Linked DNA regions of Mus musculus: region 1 is linked to region 2. A link is a contact called in public Micro-C data. All regions are on one chromosome and are shown on one strand. Each heading gives the region's core, a stretch centred on a gene start, on an enhancer-like site or on the middle of the called end of the contact. The rest is flanking DNA. Distances are from core to core; before and after follow the strand shown. Region 1 overlaps Ttll5 (tubulin tyrosine ligase-like family, member 5). Region 2 overlaps Ttll5 (tubulin tyrosine ligase-like family, member 5).

The links. Hi-C and Micro-C count contacts between places; a contact is called where the count stands out from the background.
Region 1: a contact with region 2 is called in a Micro-C map of the HL-1 cell line, with 3 times the contacts expected there. The contact joins two enhancer-like sites. A contact is called at or near these places in 1 of 15 datasets of contacts at CTCF or cohesin (the NIH/3T3 cell line), 21 of 484 Hi-C or Micro-C datasets (B cells, the C2C12 cell line, the HL-1 cell line and 12 more), 2 of 115 datasets of contacts at active chromatin or transcription factors (embryonic stem cells and pro-B cells) and 1 of 9 other capture datasets (adipose tissue).

What each region holds. Positions count from the first base shown.
Region 1 is chr12:85,952,280-85,958,727 of GRCm38.p6, forward strand. Ttll5 (tubulin tyrosine ligase-like family, member 5) reads left to right here. Exons shown (of 34, transcript NM_001081423.3): 29 at 4,287-4,441. Among named protein-coding and RNA genes, the nearest start is that of Gm51989, 42 kb to the right of the region's middle. Within about 2 kb of position 4,157, at least 83 of the 459 cell types and tissues checked have an H3K27ac peak or open chromatin away from gene starts, as enhancers often do. A contact at or near this core is called in the HL-1 cell line, the NIH/3T3 cell line and embryonic fibroblasts, where this site is marked.
Region 2 is chr12:85,867,293-85,873,264 of GRCm38.p6, forward strand. The region is part of intron 9 of Ttll5 (tubulin tyrosine ligase-like family, member 5); the gene reads left to right. Gm51990 (a long non-coding RNA gene) reads right to left here. Exons shown (of 2, transcript XR_003950216.1): 1 at 2,147-5,972. Among named protein-coding and RNA genes, the nearest start is that of Gm51990, 3.7 kb to the right of the region's middle. Within about 2 kb of position 2,344, at least 130 of the 459 cell types and tissues checked have an H3K27ac peak or open chromatin away from gene starts, as enhancers often do. A contact at or near this core is called in the HL-1 cell line, the NIH/3T3 cell line and embryonic fibroblasts, where this site is marked.

The DNA.
Region 1 (6,448 bases), core at 2,907-5,406, 87 kb after region 2:
TGTATTCTAGTAGCATTTAGTAGCATGCATTAGTTCAGGGAAGCCAACTAGCCCAACAACTGTGGCCTCTCCTTTAACAAAAAGGACAGGTGTTGCTACATTTTTGTATACCATAAGCTAAGGCTGTCTTTTGAAAAAATTCTTTAGCAATAAAATGTTTATTATGGCTACATAGCTCATATATACAGAGCTGTGTCTCACTTTCTTCTCTGGTCAGAGCCAGGAAAGGGTAGGTGGGTGGAGAAGCAGATGCAGTGTGCTGACAGCCGTAGTTATCTTCTCAGCGTCTGAGAGAGACCTCAGCTGCCTGTGGACTCACCCAGTGCCAGATTTGTCTTTCCTAGTGAAAGTAAGGTAGGACTGAGGCCAAAAAAGGACGCTTGGGTCCATAGTAGGTCAGGGATTTCTTCTGCCCACTATAGAAAAGACCAAGAGACTAGAAGAGAACCAGGGATAGTTTGTGCGTCGTAATTTATCCATTATACATATTTGTCTATAGAGATAGTCAAGACTGAAGAGAAGTGCTGGCCAGCAAATTAGCCACTAGCTAGTTGTATTTTAAAATTAAAAGTTTAGAATCTAGTTTCTCAGCCACGTTTCAGATATATAATAGTCATGTGTGCCTAGTGGCTGCCCCAGTGGACAGTGCAGGTTATCAGGTCATCAGTGTCCTGATGACATTATCGGGAGGCATTCTGCTAGACCATGTTCAGGAGTGCAGAGCTAGAAAACAAGAATGACCTGGAAATGTTCCCTTTGTCTCGTTTATAACTGCATTACATCATTTCATTACAGTGTGATTAAGATGCAAATGATGTGGGTGTACCTAAAGAATGGTTTAAAAACAAAGATCAGTTCATTGACTGGCAATGTAAGTCAACACCAGACAGATCTCAGAGGCAAGGGGAGGGAGCAGGAGCTGTTGTGGACGTGGTCCGTGACTTCTAGACAAGACAAGGCTGAGACTATTCTGAAAGTAAGGACTGACTTGTTAGCATTTGGTGGTAATGGGGTTTGTTTGAGGAAAGGGTAAGGAGCAGTCCTAAGGCTGAGAGTACTCTCATCTCTGCTCTGAGACTCTAAATAAGTCAACAGTGCTCCCCTTCTGTGTATAAAGAAGTCACAGAGGCTGCCCCTTCTTGGTTCTTCCAGAAAATAAGGAATGGCTGTGGACTGAATCAAGAGCCAGCAGCTGTTCCTAGTTGCTTGTATTCTCCTCCACCTTTTACTCTGCCTGGGACAAAATAAGCCTGACTGAGCTTGGTCTTGTCCCTCCCTCTTTAATGTCCTCTGAGGGAGAGTAAATGTGGGAAATTATGTCTAAAGGAAAGACGGAAGAGCTGTTGTTGCTTCTGAATAATGATGTTTTAAAGTGTTTTCTAATAGTTCAGAGTAAACAGGATTGTTTTCCTACATCCAGGTTAGAAAATGGATTTTGACACTACAGCACAAGTTCTACAACTGTTGATGGCTTTGGGTAAAGCATCATAGTAGACTCTGCGCCTGAGTTTTCCTCTATGAGTAATGGGTAAAGTGTAAGTGAATTGTCACATCCCAAGTGCCTGGCGCCACTCAGATGCTAAGCAATGCTGTCTAAGGAAGAATATGCCACACACACCTGGAGCCCAACACTTCACACCTTGGCCTTGACACCACTTAGATTTGTGGTGTTTGTGTACCTGCTTAGTGCCCTAAGACTTTGGTCTCCTTTGCTAAGATAGGCATAAGAATGTTACCCAGGATTGGATGAGATGATGCAAGGGGTGGCAGTGCAGGGCACAGAGAGTACAGGAGGCGGGTGTTTGCTGTGAGGGGATAAACACTGGCGTTTGAATCGGGGACTGCAGCGCCGACAAATGGATTATCAAACCTGTCCAATCCACCCTCTCCTCCCCTCTGCACACTCTATTGTCCAGATTCTGCCCTTTGTGCTAAACATGGCAAACTGTGCGTTTTTTTAATCCATTGTTTAGCTACTATAAACTATTAAACCCCCTTTGTTATGATTTGGTACTTTGTTTTTTTTTAATGTGTATGTCTGTGGCTGTGTAGCTGCAGAGACCAGCAGAGGGCACTGGACTCCCTGGAGTTGGAGTTACAGGTATTTTCTGCCATCCATCAGACCATGGGTGTTAAGCACTGAACCCTGGTCCTCTAGAGGAGCAGTGAACACTCTTCACCTCTGAGTCAGCTTTTCAGTTCAGCTCTCACATATGACCTTTCTCGCATTGTGGTATTTCTACAGCCTACAGAGCGGACAGGAGTGGTCTGTGTGGGTTAGAAATAGATCCTTCAGTCCTGCTGGAGCCAGTGGCACTATCTCAGAATCTGGCCCTTGCTACCTGTAGGCTATAGGGAGAAGTAGGAAGGAGTGCTTCAAGGAGACTGACGTCCAGAGAAGAGGTGCAGCCCTCCTTTTCAGCATTTTCTTCTTTGTGCATCAGTTCACACCTTCCCTCTGTCCCTGGTGCCTGCGGATGCAGAGCAGGAGTCAAAAGTCATGGTTGGCTCTCGACGCCTCTTCTGAAGCCTGGCCCACCCCGGAGAACAGAAGCACAGTGCCGCACGCACCAGCCTCACGGTCATCAGAGACCGCTCCAACCTGTGCAAAACAGCTTTCTGACAAGACGCGTATTTTGAGTCATTGGTGAGAAGATACTGACTTGCGCTGTTTTCACTTACGGACTCTGACTGGGGAGGAAACACTACACTGTTGCTACGAAGGACTTCTTTTTTCATGATTTCAGATCATTTGAAGATTTAGAATTCTTTCTTATGTAAATATTAAAGTTATTTAGGTGCCTTAGGGTGTTTTGTAGGAGAAAGAGTGTCCCTTCAGTAGCTTCTCTTGCCTGATGATGTATTTCAGACACTATTCTGGCAACTTGCACACAGAAGCCCTGCACTCAGCACCGGGTCTTCTGCTCTGCAGGACTCCCCGTATCCCTTCCTCTCCCTGCAGCTGCCTGCGGTCACTGCCAGGCGGCGCTTACACTGAGCAGCTCCCCTTTGCAGTGATCCTGACACCCTTGGCAAAACGTCTGGCTCCTTAAGTCGTAGAGCAATATGGAGAATACTCAGAAGCATAAGGAAAAATAACATCACAGTAGATGCTATGTTATACATTCTGGATTTTTTCCTTTACAGCTTTTGAGAAGTCTATCCACGTGTCTACTTTATGTTTAAGATTTACATTGTGATTTTTATTAGAGCCCCCCACCCCCAAGTTAGCATCATGTTCCTAGTTAATGAATAAACAATATTCTCTTATGTGGATAGAGCAAAATGTAACCATCTTGTTAGCCGTTTTTACCTTCTCCTATTTCACTGTTAAAAACAATGCTTGCTTTTAAGTACATTTTTTCTATAGTGTGTGGTATGAGCTGGACCTCGGCGTTGCAGTCGCTTTAGCCCTAGTTCTGCTTCCCTGCTTAAGTCGAGGCCCTTTCCTGCTGTGCAAACTGAGGACTGGGGTCATCCCTGTACTGATTACAGACTCTGAATTTGCATGAGATGTGTGCCCCTCCCTGGATTCTAGCAAATAGGAGCTGCTGTTGTAATGGTCGTTGGTGAAATTGTCACCTGCAGAAGTACATACATCAGAGTGAGTGTGTGGTGTTACAGGTAGTGTGCTGAGTAACTTCCCCAAACTGATTTCCGGAAATATCCTCCCACCTCACAGTCAGAGCAGTAACCTGAGCCCCTGTAAGCTTCCTTTTGCTACTGTTGGACACATTTAACTATATAGCAATGTGGTGGGTTGGTCTCACAATCCCTTTTACAGTTACATGTTTAAAGAAATAATTCTCATTTACAGATGGAAACAACTAGCTTTAAATGTTCAATTGACTGTTCACATTCCATCCTTGTGTAAATTATTTATGAATGTTACTGTCCATGTTAGTGGACTGTCCAGGTTTTTCTTTCTAAGTGACTGAGTTCTTTGTATCATTTTTATTGCTATCATTATCTACAACTAAAGCTTGTTGAGCACTTAGAACCTCCAGATGAGGAAGAAGGCTGTGTGGTTTGAACATTGCCTGGATCAGCCCATTACCATCCTGAGAGTAGGGGAGGGAGTTAGGCTCCATCTACCTCTCAGACAGTGCGCGTTCCCCACCTCTGCTTTCTGCACACAGAAGACAGTCTGTGCTCTGTGCCGTTGTCACAGCTCTGCTCTCAGCCCGATGAGTCAGCATCGCAGACTGTGATTGCTCCCACATGCTTCTCATGATACTTTTCTAAAGCTTTGTGAAATCAAGTTCTTTCCCTCCCCTCATTTCTAGGTGACAAACCTGAATTTGGCCAGCAGTGTCATAAACAGAAGCAGTGCATCCACCCCCCCTACCCTTCGGCCTGTCATCAGTCCTAGTGGCCCAACGTGGTCTATACAGCCAGACCTCCACGCTTCTGAGACCCACTCCAGCCCCCCTGGAAGCAGGTGAGTGAGTGAAGGCCCGGGGCTAGCATTTGGGGTACACAGGAGTGACCTGCCTATGCCGTATCCTGAGTGATGCTGCCGCAGAGAGTTCTGAGTGGAGTCTAGCAAGCCAGCTGCCTTTTCTCTGCCTGTCCACAGATTCTAGCACTGAGCACAAGGCCTAGTTTAATTTGTAAGGTTGTTTTCATGAGAAGGAAATTCCTGGTAGTTGGAAGAATCGCTGTGTCTCTCCTCACTTGTGGCTGAGTTTTACCTTCATGCTTGCTTGCCTCCAGCTCTTTTTTTACACCCATAAGGCACTGTGCTTTGGGTACTTTGGTCTCTGCTTTGGAGGGGTATTTGTTTCTTATGTTTTCAAAAGCCAGTATACATAATTGCCTACAGTTTCCTCCAATACATTGATTTGAGAAGTGGGAAGGTATTTATTTCTTTTGTGTACTTGAAAAAAGTTGCAGGGGATAAAAGCCAAATGATTCTAGACATAAAGCAAGTTCTCAATTGAGAAAGAAAGCACTGTGTTGAATAGTGGTCTCTTTCTATAGTTTAACAATCCCTGTATGGGGAAAATTTTTAAAAAACAACAACAACAACAAACGTGGGTTTTTTTTCCGTGTTCCGGAGGCAGTGCTTGGAGAGGCGCTCAGAGTGAGTGCCTTTATGTCCAGTGTTTGACATAGGCTTTCCTGCAGTACAGTTTCTAACAAAACTAGTCTGTCTTCAAACCCTGGCAACAGGATTCTTTTTTACACCAGACGGTTGGGAAAGGACCTACATCCGCATGCGGTGTGCCCAGGCTGACTTGAGAGGGGCTCGGGCTGTGAGACCCAAAGTCCTTAGGAGATTGTCTAAGACGAAGAAGTGCGTCAGCAGGGCCTGTGGTGCTTCCGTGACGGGATCCAGCAGGCTTTCCTATCGAGGAGCAGAAAATCATTGTGAAAGAGTTGAAGGCACAGCACAGAGTCAGGAAACAAAATAAATATGTAGCGTTTTTAAGAAATAAAAATCAAGGCTTGGTCTATGAAGCGGGGAGGGGTGTAGGGGAATACAAAATAGGTTCCCAAATACAAAATCCCTGGTTCTCAGTTTTCAAGTATGGCAGTGTCCTAAAAGGCAATGAAGGGTCTTGTACTAAAGCCTCAACCTGACCAAAATGCTTGGGGCCTGTGCTTGCCTCACAGCCTAAGCACCTGACCTCAGGCCACAGGCCACTGTGGGAGGGAGGGAGGGAAGGAAGCCATTCCTGACTGCTGTCCCCAGAGCTCAGCATGACTGCCATGGTGTGTACACACAGACACACACAATAATAGTTGGAGTGGTTTTGTTACTTTGTTTGGTGTTTACTCCCATTTTATTGGGTTTTTTCATATTTATCCCCAGCCCCAACCCCCAATTCAACCCTACCTCCCAACCATCCAACTTGAAGTAGTCTTGTCTTAGACTGGCCTGGAACTCAGCTCCGCCTGCCTCTGCCCCCTGGGTGGTGGGATTCAAAGCATGTGCCACCACACCTATCCACTGGGACCATGACAAATTGTATGGATGATCCCTTTCTTAGCCCTGTTGGAAGGGCTGTTGTCTGTATGAGTGTAGAGTCCGCAGCGGCAGCCCCTCAGGCAGATGGGCAATGGAGGTGTGATTATCAGAGTGAGTGAAGCCTTCTGACCTCAGGGATCCTCTTCCCTTGAAATGAAGCTATCAGGTGGCCCAGTGTGTGAGCACAGCTCCCAGCACCCCCACGCCAGTGGTCCCAGCTGCCTTCTCTTCTGTGTACTTGCTGGAAGCTTGAAGCTTGAAAAGGCAGGTGAAAGACATGGGGAGGGAGAAACTACCTAACTGTTGAAGTTGCTGTTGGTGTCAGAATTAGTGTTTAAGGAGCTAATTTTGGAACCAGAAACCATGCCCCGGAAGTGACATAAACCTAATAAGCACATTATGTCATGCCCTGGAGTGGTGTCTCTTATTCCCATAGTCATTGTGGTTGGGATCAGAAGAACCAACTCAGAAGAG
Region 2 (5,972 bases), core at 1,094-3,593:
GTACATGCAGAGGCCAGAGGAGGGCTTCAGGTCCTCTTGAACTCTAGAAATGGCCTGAACTGTCTGTCATGTGGGTGCTAGGAATAGAACCCACATCCTTAACAAGTGCTGTTAACCCCTGGCTCATCTTTCCAGCCTCTTCTCACTGTTTCTTTCTTTCTTTCTTTTTTTCTTTTTTTCTTTCTTTTTTTGAGACAGGGTTTCTCTGTATAGCCCTGGCTATCCTGAATCTCACTCTGTAGACCAGGCTGGCCTCGAACTCAGAAATCCTCCTGCCTCTGCCACCCAAGTGCTAGGATTAAAGCCATGCACCACCACTGTCCAGCCTCACTGTTTCTTATATGTGAGTAAATTATTGAAGAGATACCAAAATGAAATTGCCTATGTGGCTCTTGAGTCAGCTGTCTCATGGTCCTGGTAGTAGTGCTTCTGCTCTGTATGCTACCGTGGGTTTCTTGTGCAGGTTGCTGCTGTAGAGTCCCCATGCAGGTTGATGCTGTACAGTAAGTCCCCATGCAGGTTGCTGCTGTACAGTCCCCATGCAGGTTGATGCTGTACAGTCAGTCCCCATGCAGGTTGCTGCTGTAGAGTCCCCATGCAGGTTGCTGCTGTACAGTCAGTCCCCATGCAGGTTGCTGCTGTACAGTCCCCATGCAGGTTGATGCTGTACAGTCAGTCCCCATGCAGGTTGCTGCTGTACAGTCCCCATGCAGGTTGCTACTGTACAGTCCCCATGCAGGTTGCTACTGTACAGTCCCCATGCAGGTTGCTGCTGTACAGTCCCCATGCAGGTTGCTGCTGTACAGTCCCCATGCAGGTTGCTGCTGTACAGTCCCCATGCAGGTTGCTACTGTACAGTCCCCATGCAGGTTGCTGCTGTACAGTCCCCATGCAGGTTGCTGCTGTACAGTCCCCATGCAGGTTGCTGCTGTACAGTCCCCATGCAGGTTGCTGCTGTACAGTCCCCATGCAGGTTGCTGCTGTACAGTCCCCATGCAGGTTGCTGCTGTACAGTCCCCATGCAGGTTGATGCTGTACAGTCAGTCCCCATGCAGGTTGCTGCTGTACAGTCCCCATGCAGGTTGCTACTGTACAGTCCCCATGCAGGTTGCTACTGTACAGTCCCCATGCAGGTTGCTGCTGTACAGTCCCCATGCAGGTTGCTGCTGTACAGTCCCCATGCAGGTTGCTGCTGTACAGTCCCCATGCAGGTTGCTACTGTACAGTCCCCATGCAGGTTGCTGCTGTACAGTCCCCATGCAGGTTGCTGCTGTACAGTCCCCATGCAGGTTGCTGCTGTACAGTCCCCATGCAGGTTGCTGCTGTACAGTCCCCATGCAGGTTGCTGCTGTACAGTCCCCATGCAGGTTGCTGCTGTACAGTCCCCATGCAGGTTGATGCTGTACAGTCAGTCCCCATGCAGGTTGCTGCTGTACAGTCCCCATGCAGGTTGCTACTGTACAGTCCCCATGCAGGTTGCTACTGTACAGTCCCCATGCAGGTTGCTGCTGTACAGTCCCCATGCAGGTTGCTGCTGTACAGTCCCCATGCAGGTTGCTGCTGTACAGTCCCCATGCAGGTTGCTACTGTACAGTCCCCATGCAGGTTGCTGCTGTACAGTCTCCATGCAGGTTGCTGTTTTGCTTCTAGGAAGGAGACATTGGGTTTCCAGAGATAGGGTATTGTTCTCACCAAAATGATGGTGGTCCATTTTTTGTGTCAAAAAATAGAATCCAAAGAGACTTTGTTCTGGATTATACAACTGTTGGAGGATCCAATCTGGATGTAAGTGAGCTGAGAAAGTCCCTTTTGAGACAAAGTTAATAGCCAAATTTGCACTGAAACAAGAATTTATTTTAAAAAGATATTGAGTTGGAAACCACGTGAGTTGTCAGTGACTCAACGAAAGGTAGCCTCAGCTCATGAAAGTGTCCCAGGGGGGTTCTGAGGGCTGCACCCAGGTCAGAGAAGTGGGAAAAGACTTTGAAAAGGCCTCTTCTAGCAAAGCCCTTCCCAGCCGTATTACCCAGTGGAAAGGCAGAAAAGACCCCAGATCATTTGTAATTCCTTTCTTCCCTCCCCTAACTCTGGGCCCTTGCTCAGTAGCTTTGCTTGCTAATTAACACTGACTCCATGGGGTATTTACCTTTTCTGTGCTAGATTCCTGTGGTTTTGAAAGAATTCAGGTACTTGGTGATTGCCAAGGAATTCAGATTACCTCACAGGCTGTACACTGTCCAGAATCTGCCACCGCAGCAAGTAGGGGGAAGAGATACCAGCGACAGAGAGAAGTCCTTCCTAGCCTGTCACTCTCCCTGGCAGGCCTTTGCTGTTTGTGAAGTCTGAGTCATTTCTGGCTCTGAGGACCAAGGATCAGGCTGGTAATCCCCTCCCAGACTCTGCAGGGCGCTGCCCAGTAACTGCAGCGTTTTGGCAGTTTCCCTGCTGCAGCTGGTTGACAGCAGATCAGAGCTCTCCGGCTCAGGCCGCCTGTTGTCTTCCATCAGATTTTTCTAGGTCAGGCTAGGATGAAACTCTTGCTTCTGGCAAGAGTGCCTGAGATGAAGTCTCATTGCCCGTGACCCCTCTCCGCAGGAAGCTCTACATGCTAAAGATGACTCAGGTGCTACTACTGCAGTCTCCTTGCTTTGTGCATTTGTTCTGAATGTAGAAGATATACCTACCAAATTGAGTACTTAACTCTTCTATACCTAGGCTCTGTGATGCCGACTGACTGTAAGAGTATACACTGTCAGGTGTTCAGGCCACGTCATAGTTTGTACGTGAGAGAAGCATTAGTAAGATCTTACTGACTTTGTGCTTGCTTCCCCCTTGTGCTTCTTCTATATTGATAAAGGTCTTGAAACAAGCAGCTTAGGGGCACTGTGCAGTACTATTTATAAATTCCCACCGCAGATCCGTCTTGCTTGCCATTGAGTCATGTTCCAACATCACCGTCATCACTTTCTTACCATTTAGGGCTCTTGGTAGGGTTTTTTCCCCTTTCCCTCTGTCAGTTAAAGAATTAAAAGTCAAGAAAAACAAACAAACAAACAAACAAACAAACACCACTTCAAATATCAAGTGCAACAAGTAGCAGCAGGGAAAGATGTCAAGACAGACCACAGAGTGAGCTGGTTAAAAGAAAGGCTTTTGCTATGGGCGAGGGAGCCCAGAACAAGGCACATGCAGAGAAAGTCCCTGCAGGACAGAGACTGGGAAGCCAAAGCCTGGCCTTTCCTCAGCAGCTGGGATTTCCCAGTCTTTGAGGGGTCTTCAAAGGCGCTTCCTCCCTGAGTTTAGGGTTTTCCCATTTGAACGAAGAGAGGCTGATAGATCCACAATTTGGGGGTAAACATGTCCTGATCTGGCCTTGGACCTGTAGGACCTTGTCAAACTGCTCCACAGGCTCTAGTGGCTGGAGGGAAAGCCTGAAGACCTTTGTGTGTGGTCAGAAATATGAGGGAGGACGGAGCTGCATGTTTGCTATCTTTGTTTCCTAGTCATGGCCCCTCTTCCCCTTTGTCTGCCTAGCAAGATCTGGCTGACTCTAGTCACTCAGTTGAAAGTACATTTTAAAAAGATTTTTCTATTTTTATTTCATGCACATTAAATGTTTTACTTGTGCGTGCGTAAGTGTACTACATGCATGTATTGCTGGGAGAGGCAAGAAGAAAAAAGTCCGGGGTTCTAGGTGGTTGTGAGCTGCCACATGGGTGCTGAGAATTGAACCCAGGTTCCCTGGAAGCACAGCCATTGTTCTTTATTGCTGAGCTCTTAATCTCTTCAGCCCCAGAAAATGCGTTTAACACACCGAACATGCCAGGAATGTTAGCTTTGCAATCCGGTTACTGTTGTGTATTGGTTGTTGCCCTCCTGACAGTGTGGGCGACTGGCTACAGCGTGTTCTACTGCTCAGGGTTACAAGGCAGAACCAGTGGATATTGATAGAGTGAGAGAAGATGAACATCCAGAACTGAAAGTGTAATTCCTTCAGAGTGCAGAGTTCCTACACCATCATAAAGCAGCTGTCCAGCGTGTCTGTGATTAAACTCTTGTAAGCCGGGGCCGCCTAAGACTTCATTTTCAAAATAAGGATAATCTATATTTGTTTTCAGATTGATTTTAAAAAATGGACATATAGTTCTTTTGTTATCTGTTAGCTCTAAAATAATTTAGAGTCCAGAGTTCAGATTATCTAAGAAAGTAAGGTCCCATATTTTCTTGACATAAAGGTCAAGGCTATAAAATTCTGTTGTGTGGGCTTTCTTAAATCTTAAATTTTGGAAGTTTCATCTATCTGCTGTCTGTTTCTGTACATGTACATCACAGTGCACACATGGGAGTCAGAGAACAACCTGTGGGAATTGGTTCTCTCCTCTGTGGATCCCAGGGAGCTACCTCAGATCTTCAGGCTGGGAGACAAGTACCTTTTCCTGTCCCTGTTGAGCCATCTTGAAGGCCCAGTGTACTCCCACCCCCATCCCCAATAGCACTCACTTTTTGTTTTAATTGAAAATAGTTTTTTACACAATGTATTCTGATCATGCTTTTGCTTCTTCCTCTCCTTTCAGATCCTCCCCACCTCCCTCCTGCCCAACTGAACCCATTCTTTCTCTTTAGAAAACAAACAAGTAAAATTACAAAACAAACAGACTGGCATTAAACAACAACGAAGGAAAAGCATGAAAACACATACACAAGTCCATAAAAACACAAAATTAGAAGCCATAATATTACGAGCATAAGACCAGGAAGGCAAAAAAAAAAAAAAAAAAACCAAACAAACAAAAAACAACAACAACAAAAAAAAAAGACCAAGAATTTACTGGAAATACCATTGAGTTTGTTTTCTATAGGCCATGTGCTGGGCATGGGCCTGTAGTGAAGTGTGTGTATGTACCGTGAAACTCCATTGGAGGGCCCAGGTATCTTAACTCTTTCTCTCCTTTAAGAGGGAGGTTAAGGACTTAGCTCACTGTATGACTTTCAGCTGAGTTAGGAGAAGTATTTGCAGATTTGATCCTGAATTACCTAGGAAATTATTGATTCCTCTGGCTTGTTAATAGAGAAATTGTGTTGAAACTTTCACGTGTGACTAGGTTGAAGTGTGACGGTGTGTGACAGGTTTAACCCACTGGTTCTCAACCTGTGGGTTGGGGCCTCTTCAGGGGCTGACTGGCCCTTTCACAGGGATTGTGTATCAAATATGTACATTACAGTTGATAACAGTAGCAGAATTGCAGTCATGAAGTAGCAATGAAAATAATGTTATGGTTGGAGGTCATCCTCACATGAGGAACTGTATCGAAGGGTTCCAGTGTTAGGAAGGTTGAGAACCACTGCTCTAATACAGAGGTCACAAGGCTACATGCGTCGCAGTGGGCACTGAAGTGGGAGAGCAGCTTGCCCTGTCTGAAGGCACTCGTGCTGTACAGTGCTGGCCAGTCACCAGCAGGGAAATGACCAGATCTTTTGTTGTTCTAAACTTCACAAGGAAGTTACTACTTTCCTCTAACACTTTGAATTTTGAAACCATTTAGACCTGTGAAATAGCTATCCGAGTAGTGTGAAGAGCCACTTTTTACTGTCTGAGACCTCGTTCAGCTCTACCAAACTGTCTACTAAATTCATTTTAACTAGAGGACCCCATCAAGGATGGTGGTTTGGTTCAGTTGTCGAGTCTCTTCCAGATCCCAGTCTGGAGCAGCTCCATGTTTCTGTGACTTCATGACCTCAGTGCTTTGGAAAATGACAGGCTACTCGTTTTCCAAATTGTCCTTCAATTTGGATTTGTCTGTATTTTCTCATGATTAAACTTTGGCTATTCATTTGGGGTCAGAATACCACAGAAGTGATGGTAAATTCTCATTTCGGGATATTTGATGGCACATGCTAATTATTTAGTATTTGATTAAAGGATGTGCCTACCAGAGTCCTCCATTGTAAAGTGGCTTTATCTTCTCTCTGTG